Linked DNA regions of Mus musculus: all the other regions are linked to region 7. The links are chromatin contacts, called in public Hi-C, HiChIP or PLAC-seq and promoter capture Hi-C maps. All regions are on one chromosome and are shown on one strand. Each heading gives the region's core, a stretch centred on a gene start, on an enhancer-like site or on the middle of the called end of the contact. The rest is flanking DNA. Distances are from core to core; before and after follow the strand shown. Region 1 overlaps St6gal1 (beta galactoside alpha 2,6 sialyltransferase 1). Region 2 overlaps St6gal1 (beta galactoside alpha 2,6 sialyltransferase 1). Region 3 holds the start of Fetub (fetuin beta). Region 4 overlaps St6gal1 (beta galactoside alpha 2,6 sialyltransferase 1). Region 5 has its middle 48 kb from the start of Gm30814. Region 6 overlaps Dnajb11 (DnaJ heat shock protein family (Hsp40) member B11). Region 7 holds the start of Rfc4 (replication factor C (activator 1) 4).

What was found. Promoter capture Hi-C pulls out the DNA fragments that hold promoters and counts their contacts. Hi-C and Micro-C count contacts between places; a contact is called where the count stands out from the background. HiChIP or PLAC-seq counts read pairs in DNA pulled down with a chosen protein or histone mark.
Region 1: a Hi-C map of B cells shows a contact between it and region 7, with 46 read pairs. The contact joins the enhancer-like site here to the promoter of Rfc4 in region 7. A contact is called at or near these places in 3 of 39 promoter capture datasets (the C10 cell line and macrophages), 1 of 15 datasets of contacts at CTCF or cohesin (the NIH/3T3 cell line), 3 of 484 Hi-C or Micro-C datasets (B cells, bone marrow-derived macrophages and pre-B cells), 4 of 115 datasets of contacts at active chromatin or transcription factors (the 230-238 cell line, the SCID.adh cell line, microglia and 1 more) and 4 of 9 other capture datasets (adipose tissue, liver, macrophages and 1 more).
Region 2: an H3K4me3 HiChIP or PLAC-seq map of the SCID.adh cell line shows a contact between it and region 7, with 15 read pairs. The contact joins the enhancer-like site here to the promoter of Rfc4 in region 7. A contact is called at or near these places in 2 of 39 promoter capture datasets (both in the C10 cell line), 1 of 484 Hi-C or Micro-C datasets (myeloid progenitors), 4 of 115 datasets of contacts at active chromatin or transcription factors (the 230-238 cell line, the SCID.adh cell line, bone marrow-derived macrophages and 1 more) and 3 of 9 other capture datasets (adipose tissue, liver and pancreatic islet).
Region 3: an H3K27ac HiChIP or PLAC-seq map of embryonic stem cells shows a contact between it and region 7, with 2.4 times the contacts expected there. The contact joins the promoter of Fetub here to the promoter of Rfc4 in region 7. A contact is called at or near these places in 5 of 39 promoter capture datasets (the C10 cell line, embryonic stem cells, frontonasal cranial neural crest and 1 more), 1 of 15 datasets of contacts at CTCF or cohesin (the NIH/3T3 cell line), 1 of 484 Hi-C or Micro-C datasets (embryonic stem cells), 5 of 115 datasets of contacts at active chromatin or transcription factors (all in embryonic stem cells) and 2 of 9 other capture datasets (adipose tissue and liver).
Region 4: an H3K4me3 HiChIP or PLAC-seq map of bone marrow-derived macrophages shows a contact between it and region 7, with 3 times the contacts expected there. The contact joins the enhancer-like site here to the promoter of Rfc4 in region 7. A contact is called at or near these places in 3 of 115 datasets of contacts at active chromatin or transcription factors (the SCID.adh cell line, bone marrow-derived macrophages and pro-B cells) and 2 of 9 other capture datasets (adipose tissue and liver).
Region 5: an H3K27ac HiChIP or PLAC-seq map of microglia shows a contact between it and region 7, with 7 times the contacts expected there. The contact joins the enhancer-like site here to the promoter of Rfc4 in region 7. A contact is called at or near these places in 2 of 39 promoter capture datasets (the C10 cell line and liver), 1 of 484 Hi-C or Micro-C datasets (bone marrow-derived macrophages), 4 of 115 datasets of contacts at active chromatin or transcription factors (the SCID.adh cell line, bone marrow-derived macrophages, embryonic stem cells and 1 more) and 4 of 9 other capture datasets (adipose tissue, liver, macrophages and 1 more).
Region 6: a contact with region 7 is called in a promoter capture Hi-C map of hippocampal neurons, with 3 times the contacts expected there. The contact joins the enhancer-like site here to the promoter of Rfc4 in region 7. A contact is called at or near these places in 21 of 39 promoter capture datasets (the 3T3-L1 cell line, the C10 cell line, the HPC-7 cell line and 10 more), 4 of 15 datasets of contacts at CTCF or cohesin (the NIH/3T3 cell line, embryonic stem cells and large pre-B cells), 181 of 484 Hi-C or Micro-C datasets (the AtT-20 cell line, B cells, the C10 cell line and 94 more), 34 of 115 datasets of contacts at active chromatin or transcription factors (the SCID.adh cell line, T-cell acute lymphoblastic leukemia, acute myeloid leukemia and 22 more) and 5 of 9 other capture datasets (adipose tissue, embryonic stem cells, embryonic tail and 2 more).

Annotation. Positions count from the first base shown.
Region 1 is chr16:23,283,353-23,286,052 of GRCm38.p6, forward strand. All of the region lies in intron 2 of St6gal1 (beta galactoside alpha 2,6 sialyltransferase 1), which reads left to right. Among named protein-coding and RNA genes, the nearest start is that of Gm30814, 42 kb to the right of the region's middle. Within about 2 kb of position 1,274, at least 51 of the 459 cell types and tissues checked have an H3K27ac peak or open chromatin away from gene starts, as enhancers often do. A contact at or near this core is called in the 230-238 cell line, B cells, the SCID.adh cell line and 1 more, where this site is marked.
Region 2 is chr16:23,321,881-23,324,580 of GRCm38.p6, forward strand. The region is part of intron 4 of St6gal1 (beta galactoside alpha 2,6 sialyltransferase 1); the gene reads left to right. Among named protein-coding and RNA genes, the nearest start is that of Gm30814, 3.5 kb to the right of the region's middle. Within about 2 kb of position 1,406, at least 19 of the 459 cell types and tissues checked have an H3K27ac peak or open chromatin away from gene starts, as enhancers often do. A contact at or near this core is called in the SCID.adh cell line, where this site is marked.
Region 3 is chr16:22,918,912-22,921,611 of GRCm38.p6, forward strand. Fetub (fetuin beta) reads left to right here and starts at 1,311. Exons shown (of 8, transcript NM_021564.2): 1 at 1,311-1,584.
Region 4 is chr16:23,345,473-23,348,172 of GRCm38.p6, forward strand. All of the region lies in intron 5 of St6gal1 (beta galactoside alpha 2,6 sialyltransferase 1), which reads left to right. Among named protein-coding and RNA genes, the nearest start is that of Gm30814, 20 kb to the left of the region's middle. Within about 2 kb of position 1,444, at least 11 of the 459 cell types and tissues checked have an H3K27ac peak or open chromatin away from gene starts, as enhancers often do. A contact at or near this core is called in bone marrow-derived macrophages, where this site is marked.
Region 5 is chr16:23,373,647-23,376,346 of GRCm38.p6, forward strand. No RefSeq gene overlaps it. Among named protein-coding and RNA genes, the nearest start is that of Gm30814, 48 kb to the left of the region's middle. Within about 2 kb of position 1,410, at least 54 of the 459 cell types and tissues checked have an H3K27ac peak or open chromatin away from gene starts, as enhancers often do. A contact at or near this core is called in adipose tissue, bone marrow-derived macrophages, macrophages and 1 more, where this site is marked.
Region 6 is chr16:22,870,963-22,873,662 of GRCm38.p6, forward strand. Dnajb11 (DnaJ heat shock protein family (Hsp40) member B11) reads left to right here. Exons shown (of 10, transcript NM_001190804.1): 9 at 1-137; 10 at 709-1,503. The coding sequence ends at 773. Among named protein-coding and RNA genes, the nearest start is that of Dnajb11, 14 kb to the left of the region's middle. Within about 2 kb of position 1,284, at least 5 of the 459 cell types and tissues checked have an H3K27ac peak or open chromatin away from gene starts, as enhancers often do. A contact at or near this core is called in hippocampal neurons, where this site is marked.
Region 7 is chr16:23,126,470-23,129,169 of GRCm38.p6, forward strand. Rfc4 (replication factor C (activator 1) 4) reads right to left here and starts at 1,261. Exons shown (of 11, transcript NM_145480.1): 1 at 1,216-1,261; 2 at 931-1,072. The coding sequence starts at 1,061.

The DNA.
Region 1 (2,700 bases), core at 24-2,523, 160 kb after region 7:
ATTCCAGATGTGCAAAAGCCAGGGCTGAGAAAGGTGCTAGGTGTCTGAGACTCAGAGAAGGCTCAGGAGGTTCCTGCTTTCTGACAGTCTATGCCTGGTCAAGTAGATGGACAGAGAGACTGTGGAAGAACTGCCAGGCCTGGTTCCACCTAGGATGTGTGAGCGTTCAGGACAGGGGCTTCTAATGCAGACTGGGAAATTTCTCCTTACTCAAGAAACTGTATGGAGAGACCCCTTTGATTCTTCTCACAACAACTCTGAAGGCACTTACAGATCTTTTTTTTTGGGTGGTTTGTACAGTCTTTTAGTTTCTTCATCCAAGGGATCATTTCCTTCATCTTCCAGGACTCATAGATAAAAATAACCTGTAAGGTTTGAAGCATGGATCTCAGCTGATGGCCTCACTTCATACTAGATGTGGATGCCAGCTGCTCCAGACATTCTGTGATGGCCACCAATCTCTATGCTTTCTTTGTCCCCATAAGGTCAGTGCGGTAGCTGGAGGTATCAAGCTTGTAGACAGACAGACAGACAGAAGGGGGTGCACTTGACTTTGCTTAGCATCTCTCTCAGTTACTTCTATGTTGCTGGGATGAAACACCCTGACAAAAATGCCTAAGGGAGGAAGGATGTCTTTTAGCTTAAAGTTACAGACAGGATACATTCCATCATGACAAGAAATGCCTAACACCAGGGACATGGCTGCCTGTCAGGTTGCATTGTTCTGAAACAGAGAAGGATGGATGGAGGGAGGGAGGGAGAAAAGGAGGGATGGAATGATGGAGGGAGGGAGGAGAAGAGGGAAGGGGAGAGAGAAGAGAGAGGGATGGAGAGAGGGGGGAAAAGGGTTGAAGGGTTGGAAAGAGAGGAGGGGGGGAGAGAGGGAGAAGTAGGGGAGAGAGAGTGCGTGAGCTGGGAGGGGGAGAAAGGATTGGAGGGGGAGTAAGAGAAAGGGAGAGGAAGCAGGGGGAAGGAGAGAGGGAAGGGGGAGAGAGGGAGGGAGGAAGGGAACGAGGGAAAGGGGGAAGGAGCAGGAAAGGGAAGGAGGGAGTGAGCATGAGCATGATGTGGGGCCTGGCTATAAAACCTCAAAGCCTATGCTCATTGCATACCTCTTCCAGCAAGGCTCCACCCTCCACGGCTCCATAACCTTCCCAAGAGCACCGTCAGTCAGCGTCAGAGGGGAACCAAGTGTTCAGAGACATAAGCCTATGGGGACACTTCATTTAGAAACCACATCACTATCCTCTAACAGCAGCTGGAGCTGGAGTAGGCTTCCTCTCTTCCTTCTCAAAGGTGACAGGGTTGCTGCAGTCTGTTGTGGCGCAGTAGGTTCGGTGATCTGAGATACCGTTCTAGCCTTCCCCATCTCCTTCCCCTCCATCCGACTTCCCTATATGGCCAAATTCATTCTGAGGACTGGAATCCAGTGAGTCAAACCAAATCATGGAATGTTGAGAATGTGGCTCTGTTGTGAAAACTGTGCATGTATCAAACCATGGGTCCCACCTTACCCCCACCTCTATCCCCATCCACCCCCAAAGAGTCAAACGGAAATTTGCAGACCACGGTGGCACCTGGTCTCAACTGGTACTCAACTAAAAGTGTCTTTAAAAATTCTAAACATAGGACTAGACCACGAACTAAAAATAAGCTTCTGAGAATCTAGGGGGGGGGGCAGGGGCGGGTGGTGGGCATTCCTTAGGGGATTGCAAGGGCGGAGTAGATATGGCCCCTGCCCATGAGACACTCATAAAACACTGTTGTCTTTCCATCAAATGGTTCCTGCAAATCTGTTTCTACCCCCATTGTAGCCCGTCTTCTTGGGGGCGTCTCTGGGGTGATGGTGCTGTATGCTCCCATAGAGGGTGGTATCACTGAGAGAGGATTCTTGAGCTCTGATGGCTGGACTCGCTGTGAGCTGGGCTCTGACTGGGGATGTTCCAGCTTGGAACTAGGAGATGTTCTCACTGTTCCAGCTTGGGCTAGAGGCTGCCTCCACAGGCATTTGATCAGCACCTTAGGGAAGACTCCAAGGAACACTTCACAAAGGAATCTGCACTCCCCAAATCCTTGGGGTTTCTGTGGTCACTGCTTGATTAGCCTTTGTTCAGAACATATCTTTTGTTTGTTTGTTTGTTTGTTTGTTTGTTTGTTTTTTCAAGACAGGATTTCTCTGTGTAGCTCTGGCTGTCCTGGAACTCACTCTGTAGACCAGGCTGGCCTCGAACTCAGAAATCTGCCTGCTTCTGCCTCCCAAGTGCTGGGATTAAAGGCGTGCAGCACCACTACTGGGCCAGAACATATCTTTTGTGAGTCTCTTCTTGTGAACAGCTAGTCTGACTCAATTCCTAAGCAGCCATTATTATACCCCAATGAGCCTGACAGTTAAAGACTTTTTAAAAATATATGCTTTCTCCCACTTCTAATTCTAGTTCTGTTATTTGTACCTTTTTCAATCTAAGTGAAGTCACTTTTTATTTTCATATCAGCATGAAAGGAAGGTCTTATAAGCTGGAAGCACAACAACAGTACAGTCTTACAGAACTGTAGATACCAGCCCATGGGTATCCCATGGTGATGATCACTGCATCTTAGACAATTCAGACGTGTGTGTGGTGTGTGTGTATTTGTGTGTGCATGTGTGTGTACGTGTGTGTGTATGTGTGTTTGTGTAGGTAGTGTATGTGTGGTGTGTGT
Region 2 (2,700 bases), core at 156-2,655, 200 kb after region 7:
GCTCAGCCTGCTTTGCTATAGAACCCAGGACTATCAAACCCAGGAGTGGCCCTGACCACAGTGGGCTGGGCCCTCCCCCATTGATCACGGATTGAAATTGTCTTGCAATTTTAAGTGCCTTGCAGCTGGATCTCATGGAGACATTTCCTCCCTCTCCTCATGACTCTAGCTTGAGTCAACCTGACACACAAAACCAGCTAGTACAGCTGTTCTCTGAGCGGCCGATGGTCGTCCGAGGATTGACTGGGGAATTTCAAGGCCCTAGAACAGAGCCTAAGCATAGCTTTACAGATGGCAGAGTTGTCCCAGTCCAATGTTTTCCGATGTCTTTCCTGGAGTGAAAAATGCCCCCAAGGATGTCTAAAAAGACGGGACTCAGGCTTAAGTGGTTTTTCTTTTAATATAATTTTAAGAATTGATTCTTTGAGAATTTCACACGTGTATATAGTATATTTTAACAGCATTCAACACACTCCCTCCTTCTCCCTCCTAGATTTTTTTCCCACAACATCCCTTTCCAACTTTATGCCTTTTAAAAAATAACCTGCTGTGTCAAATTAATGCTGCCTGCATGCACATGGCTGTGTGCAGTATTCTGCTGTAACACAATCAGCCTCCCAGGTCCCACAGTCCTTGAGAAAACTGACCTTCACCCAGAAGCTATCAGGTGTTAATGGCTCCTCACCTATCTCCCCCCACTCCCCAACACACACACACACTGAGTTGTGGTTATTAGAATATCTTCCATCCCTCCCTCCCTCTCTTCCCCCTCCCTCCCTTCTCTTTCTCTTTCACTTTTGTTTTATTTTCTTTTTTCTAGACAGGGTTGCTCTGTGCAGCCCTGGCTGTCCTGGAACTTGCTCTGTAGACCAGGCTGGCCTTGAACTCAGGGATCCACCTGTCTCTGCCTCCCCAGTGCTGGGACAAAAGTCATGTGCCACCAGTATTCTATGGAGTGTTTCATTTAAGGAAGGAAGGAAGGAAGGAAGGAAGGAAGGAAGGAAGAAAGAAAGAAAGAAAGAAAGAAAGAAAGAAAGAAAGAAAGAAAGGAAGGAAGGAAGAGAGAGAAAGAAAGAGAGAGAGAGAAAGAAAGAGAGAGAGAAAGAAAGAGAGAGAAGAAAAAAGAGTTGTAGTGGTGCCAAAAGCAAAACTGCTGTCCACTGTGATATTTGAAAATACTTGAGGCATAGAACTGGACTTGTTTTCAGGGTCTAAGCTTCTGTTTGTTTCTAGTCCTGTGGAAGGTGGGCAGCCACGCGTCACAGAGGTCAGCCTTAGACACTGGCTGTCACCTTCACCTTGTATTCAGGCAGGGACTCTTTGTTTTTTGCCCTTGCTGGGTACACCAGGCTAGATGGCCTGTGAGCTCCTGGGGACTCTGCTGTCTCAGTCTCCCATCTCCTGCAGGAGTGCTGCAATTACAAGTGCAAGCCACCATGTGTGGCTTCAGGTGGGTTTTGAGAGACTGGCTTCCTGCTCTTAAGCTTGCATTTTGCCCTTGAACTGCCTCCCTCGTACTAGTTCTGATACATGCGAATTCCTTTAAGTCTCACTTGGCTAATTCTCTGCGAATTCCTTTTAGTCTCACTTGGCTAATTCTCTTAAAACCATATTAAATCAGCAGTATTTGGTGTGTGTCTGTATATACACGTGTGTGTGTGTGTGTCTGTGTGTGAGTGTGCATGTTTGCATGTACATGTATGTGAGGTGTGTGTCGTTTGTGTGTTATGTGTGTATGTATACATGTGTATATGTGCTGGGTATGGGCATGGAGGTCAGAAGACAACTCTATTGAGTTGGTTCTAACCTGCCACCTTTGTGTGGATTGTGTAGATCAAACTCAGGTTACCAGACTTGGTCAGTAAGAACTTTTGCCTGACGGACCTTTGAAGGCACTCCAGGTGCAATTCTTAAACTGGGGCAGCTTTAGGCTAATTTCAGGTGTTTCATGAATCCTTGAAGTTGCCTGCAAAGCGACCCAGACAGAGTAGGTGTTTGCAAATCTGTCTGTGTTTTTTTTCTAACAGTACACCTGATCCCCAGAGTGCTCTCTAACTGTAAGAGGCCCCATGTCAAAAGCACCAGTTTGCTATTCTTAAAACCCCTAGCAGCTACGATAGAGCCAGGGGCCGTTCATATTGGCAGACTTGCAACTGAGAGCTTTGCCACTTCTTTTTGTTATTTTGAGAGAACTCTGCCTGTGGAGAAAGCCTTGCTGTCAGGCTGGGGTCCTGGGAGGGTGACGTCACTGCTTTTAATTCTCTCCTGGTGACTGCCAGGGAGGATGGCCTAAAACCAGGCATAAGCTTTCAAAGAAGGAATGCAGACCCAAATTGAACTCTCTAGACCAGAAGGAGGTGAGATCACATTTTCTGTCTCTCTGTGTCAGCAGGGACCCTAATGGGGCTCACAAAATGGCCAGTACCACCCCAGCTTTGGTTTTTAGGATTTTTTTTTCCTTTCTAGAAACTAAATGCGATTGATTTCCATCATCCATTATAGAATTCATTTTCTTTCCTTTTTTGTTTCTTCTCTGCATCTGCAATAGAATAGTGGTGTTGGGATGGTCCATACTAGATAACCTCTAGCTCTTTCTATCAAGTTATTGTCTGGCTAAACTTGTGTCCAAGATTAAGGCAGATCCATATCTCTTTGTAAACTGGAGCTACAGATTCATTTTCATGTGCTTTATAATTAAAA
Region 3 (2,700 bases), core at 61-2,560, 210 kb before region 7:
AGTTCCGGAAATCTCACTCATGATGCAATAGGATCACGTTCCCCCGGGGGGCATGGTGGATAGATCTGTGTGATTCAAGTTCCGTAGAGCCAGGTTCTAGGAGCTGCCCCTGCTAGAGATGGAATGGCACCCTGTGCAGAGAGGGGGGCAGAGTGCCCTCCCATCAGGGCTAAACGGGCCCTTAGTAATCGCATGGTTGAAAGCCCTACACAGTTGAGGAAATTGGGCTTAAGTGTTACATCGCTAGCCTAGCTCACGCAGACCAGGGCTGAAGCAGGGTCCTGGTCAAAGTTCAGTTTACCATGTGATTTAGCATCCTTACAGCATCTTTTTACCCCGTTTGCATCTGTCTTTCATTAAAATTGCACCAATGGCTTCTACCTAAGTGTACTGGGTACATTTCCTCAGGCATTGGACACTCCAGCCCAGACCCGACAGAGGTATGTTCACTGCTGGCTGAAACTAAATCTCTGCTGAACCTCAGAGTTTGGATATCTGATTTTTTTTAACTGATAAAGGAAAACTTAAGCACATTTAAATTGAAAAAAATTAAAGCATTCATTAATTTATGAGTCCCAGTATTGTGGGAGGGTAAACTTGTACAATTTAGCTGTAGAAAGAAGGGAAGATAAATGAATTTTATTGGTTAGTGTAGAAAGCTCCTGTCTTGAGGTTATTATTTATTTGTTTGTTGTTTGTTTATTTGGTAGAGATTTAAATTCCAGAGCCTCCACAATCTAATGGTCTCCCAATTTGTGTTGTTTTTCTTAAAGTAGCCATTTCTGGCTTCGATACCCATTTTTCTCGAATTATTCCCATTTGAAAACACAACTGGGAGCGTGTGGGGGAAAAAAAATTTGGTAACTCAGGGTTGGAATCATTCTAAACAACACGTGGCATGAGCCAACCCAGAAAAACAGGTCTTTAAAGATATTTCTAAATTGGAAAAAAGAAAGAAAGAAAGAAAGAAAGAAAGAAAGAAAGAAAGAAAGAAAGAAAACACAACCAAGAGCTCCCTTCTGTAGAACTGTAATCTTCAGATTTGGGTTTCATAATCAATCTTTACTAACCACTTGTTTACGGAAGACTAAAAAGTGGGCGTGGCTTCTTATTAATGTGGTCCATCCTGTGCTGTGCTGCTGTCACCGGATCCTTCTCACCCTTCTGGAGGCCTGGAGGGCCTCTGGGAACAGCTTTCTTGCTGCGTCATGCGTGGGCGGGAGGCGGGAGGCAGGAGGAAGAACTCTGCCTAACAAATGTACTCCCCTGACATGGGCATGCCCCACCCCTGAGAACAGAGCCCTTGGGACTTAATCTCTGTAAAGGCGCCACCTCTCCACAGGTTTCATAAGCGTTCGTTTTCTGAGCTTTGGGAACGTGTTCAAAGCACACCAGACTTGCAAAGCTCTTGATTCCGGACAGCTTACCTTGATTCCTGACATTGTGCAGTGGCTCAGCCAGAACCTGTGAGTCACAGGTAGCTGCTGTGTTACACAACATCTAACAACGTCTAGCCTTCTGCGATTTCTGGTGCAGGGTCATGATTAGTGCATTTGACAGATTTGGCAGAGTGGCTTACAGTGGGTAAGTGGCTTCTCCACATCGGCTGGTTGGTAGCTGAAAGAGTAGCTCACACAGTGTTCTAAGCATCTGTGTGGTGACAAAAATATTTTTACATTTATTTGTTTATTTTTGTGCAGAGGTGGGGTGGGTGGGCCAGAGTGCAGATGACACTGCACTCTGGTCAGAGGACATCGTTCAGCAGTCGGTTCTTCCCTTTCACTGTGAGGGTATCAGGAGTTACATTCAGGCCACCAGGCTTGGCAGCAAGCACCTTTAGGGGCTGAGCCATCTCACTCGCTTTGATGAAAATCTTCTAAAAGGGAAGGCTCCTGTGCTGTTTCTTGTATTGATTCATTCAGGATTTTTACCCTTTCTGAGCCCTAGTATTCTCCCCTGGTTGGACTTGGCTAAGTTTTCTTTAGAGTTTTCAGTGAGTGTCTATACTACCACTAAGTTAGTGAGTGGATGCTGTTACCTAGTTGTCTATGAGTAGCTATCAAATGGGGTGGGGGGTGGGGTGGGGGGGAAGGAATCTGTGTTCTGCTCAACTATAATACAATTACATTTAGCATCATAAATTTAAGTTTTTTAGTAAGTTTATTATAAAATTAACTTTTCAATGTTAGCTAAAAACATAAGTCAGCATATTTAAGTTTAATATGTAATCAATGTTTTAAGTAAATTTAGGAACTTGAGCAATGTTAACAGCCTTCTTTTGCTTGGTTCACTCGTGTCAGCCATAGCTTACTGCATATTGGATTTTCATCTAGACCAGAGGAGCATTTCTTTCCATCCAAAATATTTGGGCCCTCTTATCAGGTTCCCATGAAAAGTCTCACAGACTGGTGTCCTTATTTATAAACACAGACATTTCCAAAATATATTTGTGAATTAAAAATAAGCTCTACTCAGGAAAACTCTTATATTCTCTAGTAGCTGTAGGGACCTGTGTTTGAAATAGTATTGACCCCAAAGCTTTGGAGTCTTCAAGATACTCTGTGTATTGAGGGCCTACCAGATGGGTACCTGTGGATAGAGCAGAACCTCTGTCTATTGAACACAGAAAGCCTGGGCAGGGGTGGAGATGGAGGTATGGAATGAGGTATTGCTTACCTTAGGGAATGCTTTAAGGGACAG
Region 4 (2,700 bases), core at 194-2,693, 220 kb after region 7:
CACACACACACACGTGCGCACACACAAAGCTCTGATTATGTTGAGATATGTTCATTCCTTCAGTGCTGAATTTCCTAAAGACTTGGTCAGTGCATGAAACACTGCTTTTACCTCAAAGGAGACCATCCGTAAATTTCTTCTTGGGCCAGTATGAGTGACCATAGTCTAGGAACAAATTTCATATTCACGTGTGGAAATGGTTTCATAAAGTTTGTATAGTACCAGGAGAAAGAAAGTCATAAATCCACATGTTTTTCAGTACATTGCTAAAATATCACATAGGCAGGTGTCTTAGGGTTCCCATGACTTTGAAGAGACACGGTGCATGATGACCAAGGCAAGTTTTATAAAGGACAACATTTAATTGGGACTAGCTTACAGGTTTAGAGGTTCTGTCCATTATCATTAAGGTGGGAGCATGACAGTGTCTAGGCAGGCATGGTGCAGGAGGAGATGGGAGTTCAACATCTTGTTCTAGGCAGCCAGGAGAAGACTGGTATTTGATGACAGAGTAAGATCTATTCACAGAGGGAACTGGTCCATTGTCTCCAGTTTCCTGGAAGACTTTGTATAGAATTATTATTTTGTTCTTGTAGAAAGCTTTCCTGCAATAAGCTCAATTTATATATGGCATATCGTCTTTGATATATGGCATATCTTTTTGTCTGAGCACTGGGAGGTGTCTTTTAAAGAATGTGCATATTTCTTCTAAGTTACTTAAGTAACTGGAGTGAAGTTGTTCCTAATAGTTCCTCATTGTCGTAGTGTCCATAGAGTCTCTAGGGATGCCAGTTCCATTGTGGTGATTCAAATGGTTATTGGAAATCATGGAGACTTAGGAGATAGAAAACTGTTGCTGAATTTCACTTGTTCCTACTGACTACTCTCTGCCTGAGAGACTGTGAAGAGTCCAGGAGTTCAGAAGCCAACAACAGTAAAAGAGAACTATCAGTTTTCTACCTAGGGTCTTACCCTACCATTTCACTGTACAAGCGTGGGAAGGATGGCGGAGGCGAAAGGCAGCTTGTACAAATTGCATCAAAAGTAGCAACAGAACCTGCATAGGGCACAGCCCCTCTGACAGCTGGTCCAAAGCTCTCCCCTGGCTTTCTAAGGACTCCTCCTTGTGTCTGGTCTTCTCATCCCCTTTACCTTGGTTATCACTTTCCTTATTTCTTAGCTCGTACCTTCGTCATTTCGTGCCCTACTATATCAAAGGGCTATGAATAACCTTAGGAGACGTTCAGTTGACGCCAGGTGAGGTTATGTTTCTGTGTTCTCCTCGCTGAAACTGAAAGCAGCCCAAAGTGAAAGGGTTAATTTTGACTCCGTTCAGAGAAATGTAGCCCATCCTAGCAGAGAGAGCACTGTGGCAGGAATGGCTCAGTCCCTGCCAGTGACCAGAAGCAGATTGGAGAGCCAGTCCTCAGCCTGCTTTCTCAAGTTCCTCAGCCGCATTTAGAGTGAGTTTCCTCTTCAGTTAAAAGTGGCTGGAAACTCCCTCAAGGACATACAAAAGGATGTATCTCTTTAAAATGTCCTGTTTCTGTCAAGCCAGTGAAGTTCCCCCTTGACTACCCAGAAGTACAAGCTGCCAGATAACCTTCTGCTCACCCAAGGACTGGCTCTAGATTCCTTCTGTTTACTTTAACACTTTATGAAACTTGGAGATATTACAAGACTATCTCAAACAAAGAGTGTGTATGCTGTTATCCAGACTCAGTTATGAACAGCAATTTATGCCATTTGCTATGTAGTCTGATCTTTTATCGTATTTTGTTTGACTGACTAATTTAATTTGATTTTTCAAGACAGAATTTTCCTGTGTATATAGCCCAGGCTAGACTCAAGCTCACTCTCCTCCTGCCTCGGACTCTTCGGAAGAGTATCAACATGTTGAACATGTGATAGATACCACGCCCTAAATACTTGGGCGTGTGCTGTAGGAAAGCCCAGGTTCATATTTCCTTTTGGGTGCTAACTCAGACACAGATCCTGCATTCTGTAGCTTTGTCCCTTTAACCCCATTTAATGTAAATATATTCAAAGTTCCTTTTAATATTTTAGCATATTTACATTTTGAAAAATTATAGTTGTTTTTTTTTTTTAAATCTTACTTGGGTTTTTCCATTGTTCCCTCAGTATTAGATTAGTTTCATGTGTTCCTGCATGGAAAGTTACATAAACCACATAAGTTGTTGCCTGTGAGGGGTCTCTTGTGACCACCAAGGCCAGCCAGAAACTCAGTTCCTCGTGACTCGGGAACTGGTGATGGTTCAGACTTCAGGTGTCTGACACCAGGTAGTTCTAGGCATATTTAAGTACAGCCCTCAAATCCTGTGTGTATAACAAAGCTTAAAATATGATTGCATCGGAACCCTTGTAAAGTACAAGCGGCATCTTGCATAAAGATAGGTTCTATAGATTAACCAAGGAAGCAGGCTCAAGGGAGGCAAGCTCATGATGACGGGCCTGGGGGAGGACAACGCAATGGTTTAAGATAAACGTAAGGGCCAGGGATTGGGCAGTGCAGCCTGGGCATGCAGATAACACAGATAGTGAGTCTACCTCTATGGTCACTATGTTCGTTCCCAGCCTTCAAGATGGAAACAGTTCTACATCTCTCCCTTTGCAGAGACAGCCCTGTGTGTTTAACATTCCTGGCTTCCCTGTGTTTATCTGTGAGCACAGGGACCTACA
Region 5 (2,700 bases), core at 160-2,659, 250 kb after region 7:
CTTCCACAGGTAGAGGACATGACCTGTGGCAACGTAGGCTCAAGACAGATCTCCATTTTAACGAGGTACCTAAAGGCCTGGAGGCTTAGCCAATAAACTCCCCTTCCCAGACACTCCTCCCTGCAAAAGGTGTTTAACCTCAGGCCCACTCAAGACGTGGGGTATGGTTTTCTCATCCATTTTCCGCTATGACAATAAATGTCTTAAAACCATGGACTACCTCTTTTCATTGGACAGGTTCATGTGGAAAGGTTGGACACCTATGCAAATAAGAATTGGATGCATGATAAAGACATAAAGTGCCATCAAAGAAACGCTTTCAGATGAAATTCCAGCCTTCATCTGATCCTAAGGAAAACACAGGAGTGTAAATTGAACCTTAACTTGTCTAGAAACAAGGAAAACAAGCTTATGGAGTCCACCAACTAGTAATTGGCAATAAGAACCCTTGGATTTGTGGAGATGAAAAATCCCTAGCTGCTTTGGGTAGGGCATCCACGTAGTAGAACAAGCCTACAATGTTCTGTGTTTGTCAGGGCTGTCTAGAGGAACAGCACCAATGCATCTCATTAGGCTGGATTACACAGTATGCACTAGATAGAGGCTCAGTCCACAATTCCGATGACTCAGCAGTACCAGACTGGCACTGAAGGCCTGGAGGATCCTTGGGGAGATGCTGCTCTTCGGTCAATAGGAAAGCCAAAGATGCTAGCTGTGAATGGCAGGCAGAGGAGAATGGTGGTAACTAAGAGTAGTAGGATGGACTCACTCCCGAGCTGCCAATGACAACCAGAAAGTGAAGGTAGATCAGTGGGCAGTGCTGCTTTTCTTTCTGATCTCCTTATACCTGGACAACCACTGGACACTATTGCCCACTCTGGGTGAGGGGCTTATCCTTCAGTTGATCCTGGAGTAACCTTCACAGATCCACCCAGAAGTCTTCTAGTTGACTTCAGGTCCAATCAAACTGACAACCAAGATCACAATTTCCTATACCCAAGATCGATCCTGTTAATATCTTATATAGGCTTAGATGTTTTTTTCAAAACCTACTTTATTTAGGGTTCTTAAACGCTTCAACCTTCCTTCTAGCCCACCAACCAGATGAAGGGGAGAAAGAAAGTTAACAGGAAAAGGGTGTTGTAGACCGGTTTAAAAGTAGTTCTGAGGGGGGTGATTCCACTCTTCATTGTCGGCATGTCAGCAGTCCAGCTCAATAGCAAACACCAAACATGAAACAGTAGTGGCAGCAGCTCGACCCAACAGAAACAGCAAGGCTCAGCTGAATCAGCAGGAGTCAGCCTAAGAGGCCAGGATCAGAGAAAACAGCACAAGAAGCTCTTTGGTGCATTTCTCTCCATGAAGTGACGACCAGTGCAGAAGTAAAACATTGCACAAGAGCAGAGCAAGGACCTCTTCTCACTGACTGTGGGGTTCTATTTATATTCTTTCTAAACACCACACACCCTCTCAAAGTGTCTGTTTTCAGTAAAATATCACATGCCCTCTCACAAGACTGCTTCCAGAAAAAAACATCACGTGGCACAACTGAGTTGTTAAAGAAACCACGAATTTCCACTTCAACCTCAAGTCAGAGCATGCAGAGCTGTGCTGTGCGTGCACAGAACCGAGAAAGAACACTGAGAGGGTCTGGAGACATACCAACAGTTTTCCACTAGAGTTCACATGGTTATCTTATATTGCGCACACAGGCTGGCTTCTCTCCATCCTCAAAATCATTCTGTCTTTTCAGATCATCCTAAAACTCTGGTTGGAAGATTCAGGCACTTACAAGAATTGTATTAATGGTGTAAGCCATAGCCTCCACCATTACAGTTGATCTCAGTAATCATTCTTTTCTCCTCTGTTATTTTCCTTTGATTCCTTCTTGCCTTTAGCCACTACTCCTAATGGTTCAGATGGTTTCTGGGTCCTGGGACTTGGACCTTAGAGCTGGAAGGTCTGAGCCTATGCTTGCCATATTTATCCAAACCATAGCTGCTGTAGTGACCCATTCAAGCTTGATGCTAGCAGTGGAAAGAAGTTTCATGAAAAGAGCTGCCTAGCACTAAGCACATCTCTCTCTCTCCCCATTTCCGTTATGTAGCACAGCTCTAACGGTGAGCCAGTGCTCACAATGATGCTGAGAGCCAACTGCCCTCTTAGTAGAGAAGGACAGTATCTTTTAGTGTACAGGTAGTAACCAATGAGCAGCCAGAGCGTGAAGTTTAATGGGGTTCTTAATGCATCTTCTGATGGGGTTATACGTCTTAGGAAATAAAGGTTTTAGACCCACAAGGCAAGAGTTTGAAGGTTTGAGTTTTTGAGTTTGTGAGTTTGTAAAGTATACATTCCACCAGTGTGAAATGACACTAATTGGTCTTATCACTCACTTTTTTTTTTTTTTCTGAAAAATCTTGTTCTTTGACCATTTGACACTTGTCTACAACATTTTCTGACTATTCTTCTCCTGGTTTCTTATCTTCCCTATGGACAGCCTCCCTTCTTACAAACTAGGAAGTAGCAAGTTTCCTTAAATAGTTCGGGGGAGGGGGAGATAGATGAAATTAATAAAAAGTAAGAAACACGTTAAGTTGAGCAGACTGATTTTGACCCAGGTGGATTAGATGGAGCTGTGCATGATTCGGTGCCTCCTTGGTTTCAATTCACGCAGAGGACAGCATCCAGAACCTCATTAGA
Region 6 (2,700 bases), core at 34-2,533, 260 kb before region 7:
CACCAGGCCAGGAGCCAAGCTGTGGAAGAAAGGGGAAGGGCTGCCCAACTTTGATAACAATAACATCAAGGGCTCTTTGATAATCACTTTTGATGTGGACTTTCCAAAAGAACAGCTGACAGAGGAAGCAAAAGAAGGTACAGGGGTGGGTGTGTTTGTGTGTGTAGGGGGGTGTGTGTGTGCACGTGTGCATGGTATGGGATGACTGTCTGAAAGGAAACTAGCAAAACCCTTTAGAGCTGGGAGACATGGCTGCAGGCCTTCTGCAAAGCAAAGAAGCCCCGCTGTCGCTGTGCTCACTTGAGGGCTCTGTGAGCTGGGCTGTGAATCGAGTCGCTTAGGTGAAGAAGCCAGGCCAAACTGAAGGGAAGATGCGATGTCAGTGGGAGGGACAGGAGGCTCAGGGTGAACTTCTCTGCGCCAACTGCACGTGCCCTGCTCTAAGTGTTTAAAACGATAAGGAAATGGGTAGAAGCGGTGAAAGCTGGCAAAAGGGCAAGGAAGGAGGAGTGGAGTCAGCTGGGGTGATTGTCTTCCCCCTTTTTACCTGATCTCATTTCCCAGGGCTTCACAAGATGGGGGGAGGTGGGCTTGACTGAAAGAAGTAAGGCATCACACATGTGTGTTTGGAGGTGTCCGCTGTGAAGTTGGAAGCTGCAGAGAAGCCACGTTTTCGTTAATGAAGCCATTTACTCGTTCTTTCTGCAGGTATCAAGCAGCTTCTCAAACAAGGCCCCGTGCAGAAGGTGTACAACGGGCTGCAGGGCTATTAGGAGCGAAGAGAACTGGACTTTGAAAGAGGTGGATCAGCGATATTTATTATCTGCAGTGGGTTTTTGTGTGTGTGTTTCATTATTTTCAATATGCAAGTTTGGCTTAGTCCTTTTTTCCCTGATGACCGTCCTGACAAGAACTAGAGGTTTGAGGCTCTGTCTATTGCATTCAGACAACAATGGCCAGCAGAAGGTTACCTAATACCTCCCCCTCTGGGGATTTAACGTCTGGTGCTGCCCGAGGTTCAAGGAGTAACGTCTCAGAGGATGCCCGAGCAAAGGAAACCAGATGAGGGTTAGAGACAATTGTTAGCTATTTCAAAATGCCAACTGGAGAAGTCTGTTTTTAAATACATCTTGTTGTTATTTTTTTTTTCTTGACTCCTGTTTCTTTTTCCTGTGAGCCGATGGGAAGTCTTCCCATCAGGCAGGATGGCCACACAGCATGCAGAGGAACGATGAGAGCCCGGCTCCCAGGCCCCACTAAACACATGGTGTCTATAGCAACGAGCTCGAAGAAACCGAGTAGACTAGAGACTGAGCTACATGAATTAAAGTTACACAAAGACCTCACTGTCTTTGAGAGAACATATTTTCCCGTTTTCTTTGGTAATAATAAAATCTGATATGGGTATTTTACTGTTTAGAAGGTACTTTTCTGTATCTGTCCAAGGTAGCCTTATGAGCTAAGATGGCAGCTTTAGAGAATAAATATTAGAAGCAGAATTGCAGGTGGCTTTGTCTTCCAGTGGCACAGACTCAGACGCCAGCAGGCTCAGCACACTTGCCTTTCAGTCTCCTCCTCCGCTGCTCCGTACACAGGACTTGTTGCCGCAGCTGAGTATTTCATTCAGTGCGACTGAGGGTTACTGTGGCAGTGTGGGAGCTGCTTTGGATGTACTGGTGTAGTCCAGCGCCCCTGCCCTCTGTGCAGCAGCTGGTGTGGTTGAGACTGTCAAGAATCCAACAAACCGCAGAAACCCAGACCTGGATTCAGCCGGCTTTCTGTACACTGTATGCACATACAGGGGCTCAGTGTGCCTTTTGCACATCTGTAAACACTTTCAGGTCAGTGGGCTTTCACACGTTATACACAAGTAGAAGTTCAGTAGGGTATTTTTACATTATCTGTTGAATGCTGCCTATGGTAGCCCAGGAGAACCCTGGTCATTATTCGTACTTGCTAATGTGCTTTTTCCAGGAGCCAGTTCACTAAAAGCTGAGACTAGAAAGGCCCACACAGACCTTGCTCTCGCTGTGAAGAAATGGAACTGGGGGTCTTTGCTGATCTTTATTCATTGCCTAGACTGTTGTGACTTAAGGAGTTCCTTCTACTGCTGGGCTCCGAGCTTCAGTTCACTTTAAGTGAGTCAGAAAGGTTTATGTCAAAGTGGCATAAACCTTATGTTAAACTGTGACATGTCGCAATGCCAGGCAGCAAAGCTCATGATTTTTGCACAAGTAAGTGCCCTCCAAGGGTATTGTGGTCTCTTGAGACAGCAAGTTCCCATCATAAACTGACAAATATCTATCCACTCAAGATGTTGCAAAGGAGTTGGAGCCCTAAGAGGTTGTAGTCGTCATCACAGAAAGTTCCTTCAAGCCAGAAATTTCCACTTGCTTGTGCAAAGAGCTCTTCCCTGTGGGCACCAATGCATGTCTACTCACCCCATAAAGAGAACAGTCCAAAATAATGATTGATCAAACCAAAAGTCCAGCGTGGTAAACTCGAGCTCTTCCTGGGGTTGCTAACAGGAGTGTGAGTGAGGAGGTACAGCAGCAGGGATGACTCGGGAAAGCAGCTGCATCAACAAGCTCACCCCAGCACAGGCAACAGTTCAGGAATGCTGCTATCAGCTACTCTGGGACTGCACAGCTTGCAGACCATCTGCAAAACTGAGGCTGCCTGCAGAGTTCTGCATCCCTC
Region 7 (2,700 bases), core at 11-2,510:
ATACATACACACACATGCATACATATACACACATAGATAGATAGATAGGTAGGTAGGTAGGTAGTTTTGGAGTGGTAAGATGGCTCAGCAGGCAAAGGCACTTACTGCCAAGTCTGATGATCCAAGTTTGACACACGGAATACACAGGGCAGCTAAGAACTTACTCCACCTGGGAGTCGAAGCATGCTTGTGATGGCATGCATCCTCCTTCCTCAACGATAAATTTTAAACATGTGAAAACTATAGATCTATGGGCCGGAGTATAGAACAGTGGTAGAGTGCTTGCCTAGATTAAGGTTAGCGAGATTCCCAACAGGTAAGTGCGAGCTTTCAAAGCCCGATGATCTGAATGGGACCACCACTTGCTTTGCTGCGGGGACGGCTATGGGATGAGTTGGGGGCAGGAAGAGGGGTGATATAGATGAAGTACTCATATTTGAACTTCTCAATAATATTGAAACAGCAAAATAACACACACGAGGACCTTGTTTGACTTGTAAATAACCTGAAGATCCTTAGTGATCAAAGAGGTTCCACGTAGCTGACGGTTCTAGTATCATCTAGCAAATGACAATGTAGTGGTACTTAACATCAACAACAAGATCCCAACAAATTTCACCATATACATACAAGGATAAAAGTCAGATTTCAGTGGAAGTGTTTATAGCCAGCTCACAGAAACATTGCTTTCTTCGTTTCTGTAGGGCTCTAAAACTGTACACTTTATAAACATCTTAGGTCATCTATATAACTAAAGAATTAAATTCAACTACTGTATCACTCCAAGGACTAAGACTTATTATTGGGTGATACCGCGTCCCCCTACCCCTCAAAGGTGTGATCTAAATATAGCAAAGTCCCCCTTACATTAAAAAAAAAACCCCACTAGCACTTATTAGTTATTTCAACAAAAGTACAAGCAGTTCTTACTATTTTTCCACCCAAGGAACTGGTTTGACTTTCTTGGTTTCTCCACTGCTTCCTGCAGTGGCAGGTGTCCCCCGGTCCTTGGTCAGTTGTGCTTTGGCACTGACAGATGTGCCTTTCAGAAATGCCTGCATGGCTTCTTCTCCTGGGTATAAGACAAAAAGAAACCATTATGGGGCAGCTCCCCTTGAAAGGACCCCTAACTTTGTGCCTAGAGGGAAGGCGGAGGTCACATCCCGGTCCCCGCCAGCCTGTAAAAGGCTGAGAACACTCAGACCCATCACTTACAGTCGTCACCGTCCCCCTGGCACCGCGGTTCCCGCCACAGAACGGCGGCGAAAGGCATGGCGGGAGCGCGCCACGCAATAACGTCACTTCCGGCGCGCGGGTGCCAGTGACGCGCTCCCTTTTTGGCTAGCGGTGGCTAAGCTCGGCTTCTGGGTGCATCTGGGGCGTTCCGCGGAGGTGATCCTGTGTAGACTCCGCGGCCAGACCTCGGCCCAGCAGACACTGCAGAGCGCGGTCGGGGAGGAGCCGACCTAAGGAGAAAGCTTTGCTCGAAGGACCGGGCCTAGGGCGGGCCCACGCTGGGAGAGGCTTTCATTAAGCCAGTGGCTTCTTGGGTTTGCTGCCATCGTCCGTCAGCCCGGAGGTCAGGGCCAAGACGTGCTCACTTGACCCTTCGCCGGAAGGGGACACTGTGCGAACTACTGCCCTGCCCCCGATATTCAAGGACACAGAGCAAACTGCTTTTTAGAAGTGAAGCTAGAGAGAAGGCTCAGCGGTTTAAGAGCATTCACTGCTTTTGTGGAGGACTTCGGTTTGATACTTGGGGTTTTGATAGCCATCTGGTGGCTCACAACTGGAACTCCAGTTCAGGGGTCCAACGTTCCCTTCAGGGCTGCAGACCCTGAATACGTGTGCTGCACGTACTTGCACGCAAGCGGAATACTTAAACACACACAGCCCGGGACAGATGTCTTACAGTCAGTAAAATCAGCTTATTGTAGGGAGGGAGGACCATCTTCTATGGGCATTTTGTAATTCCCGAGACCCACTCAAAAACCTCGTGATCGGGCAGGAGATAAACTCATCAGTTAAAAGGACTTGCTGCTTTCCCAGAGGACTGGAGTTTGCGTTCCAGCATCTTGGGGGGGGGGGGGGGTGGACCAAGCGAAAAAGAAAGAATTTGAAAGCTTTGTAGTATATACCAACTGTCAGCAGACAGCTTGTCCTGTGAAGGATTTACTAGTCCAAATGAATCTTTCAGTTCTTAGCCAGCCTCTGCCCTTAGATGTCCTCATGTTAGCATAATAAGTTCCTAGTGTAGCTTTGGTAGCAGAGGTGGTTGTCACACGAGTCCAACAGCGACGACTGCTCCAGTAACTGCATTGCTGGGAGCTGAACTTGCCAGCCACAGGAGTGAAAGATAGTCACCCTTCCTGGATAGAACCCCTGAGCCCTCAGGGGGTTCAACTAACCTTTGCCCTACAGTGGATGAAATGTCATTGTTTCCACCAGAAGTAGAATTTGTCTAATTGTGCTCATTTTCTAGAACCAAAATTCTAAAAGGCTGCATTTCATCAGAAGCCTGTGCAGGGTTTGGCAGAAGTACACTTTCAGTCCCAAAACAGACCTACAAGGTCAGAATCTCTGGTGTCTGGGACTATGTATTTATAAGGTCTGTGGTTAGTGGACATAATGTTTCTGCTTCCTCCAAACCTCAGATGGAAAACCTCAATGTAATCAATCCCCGGTGTTGTCCTCAGTAAT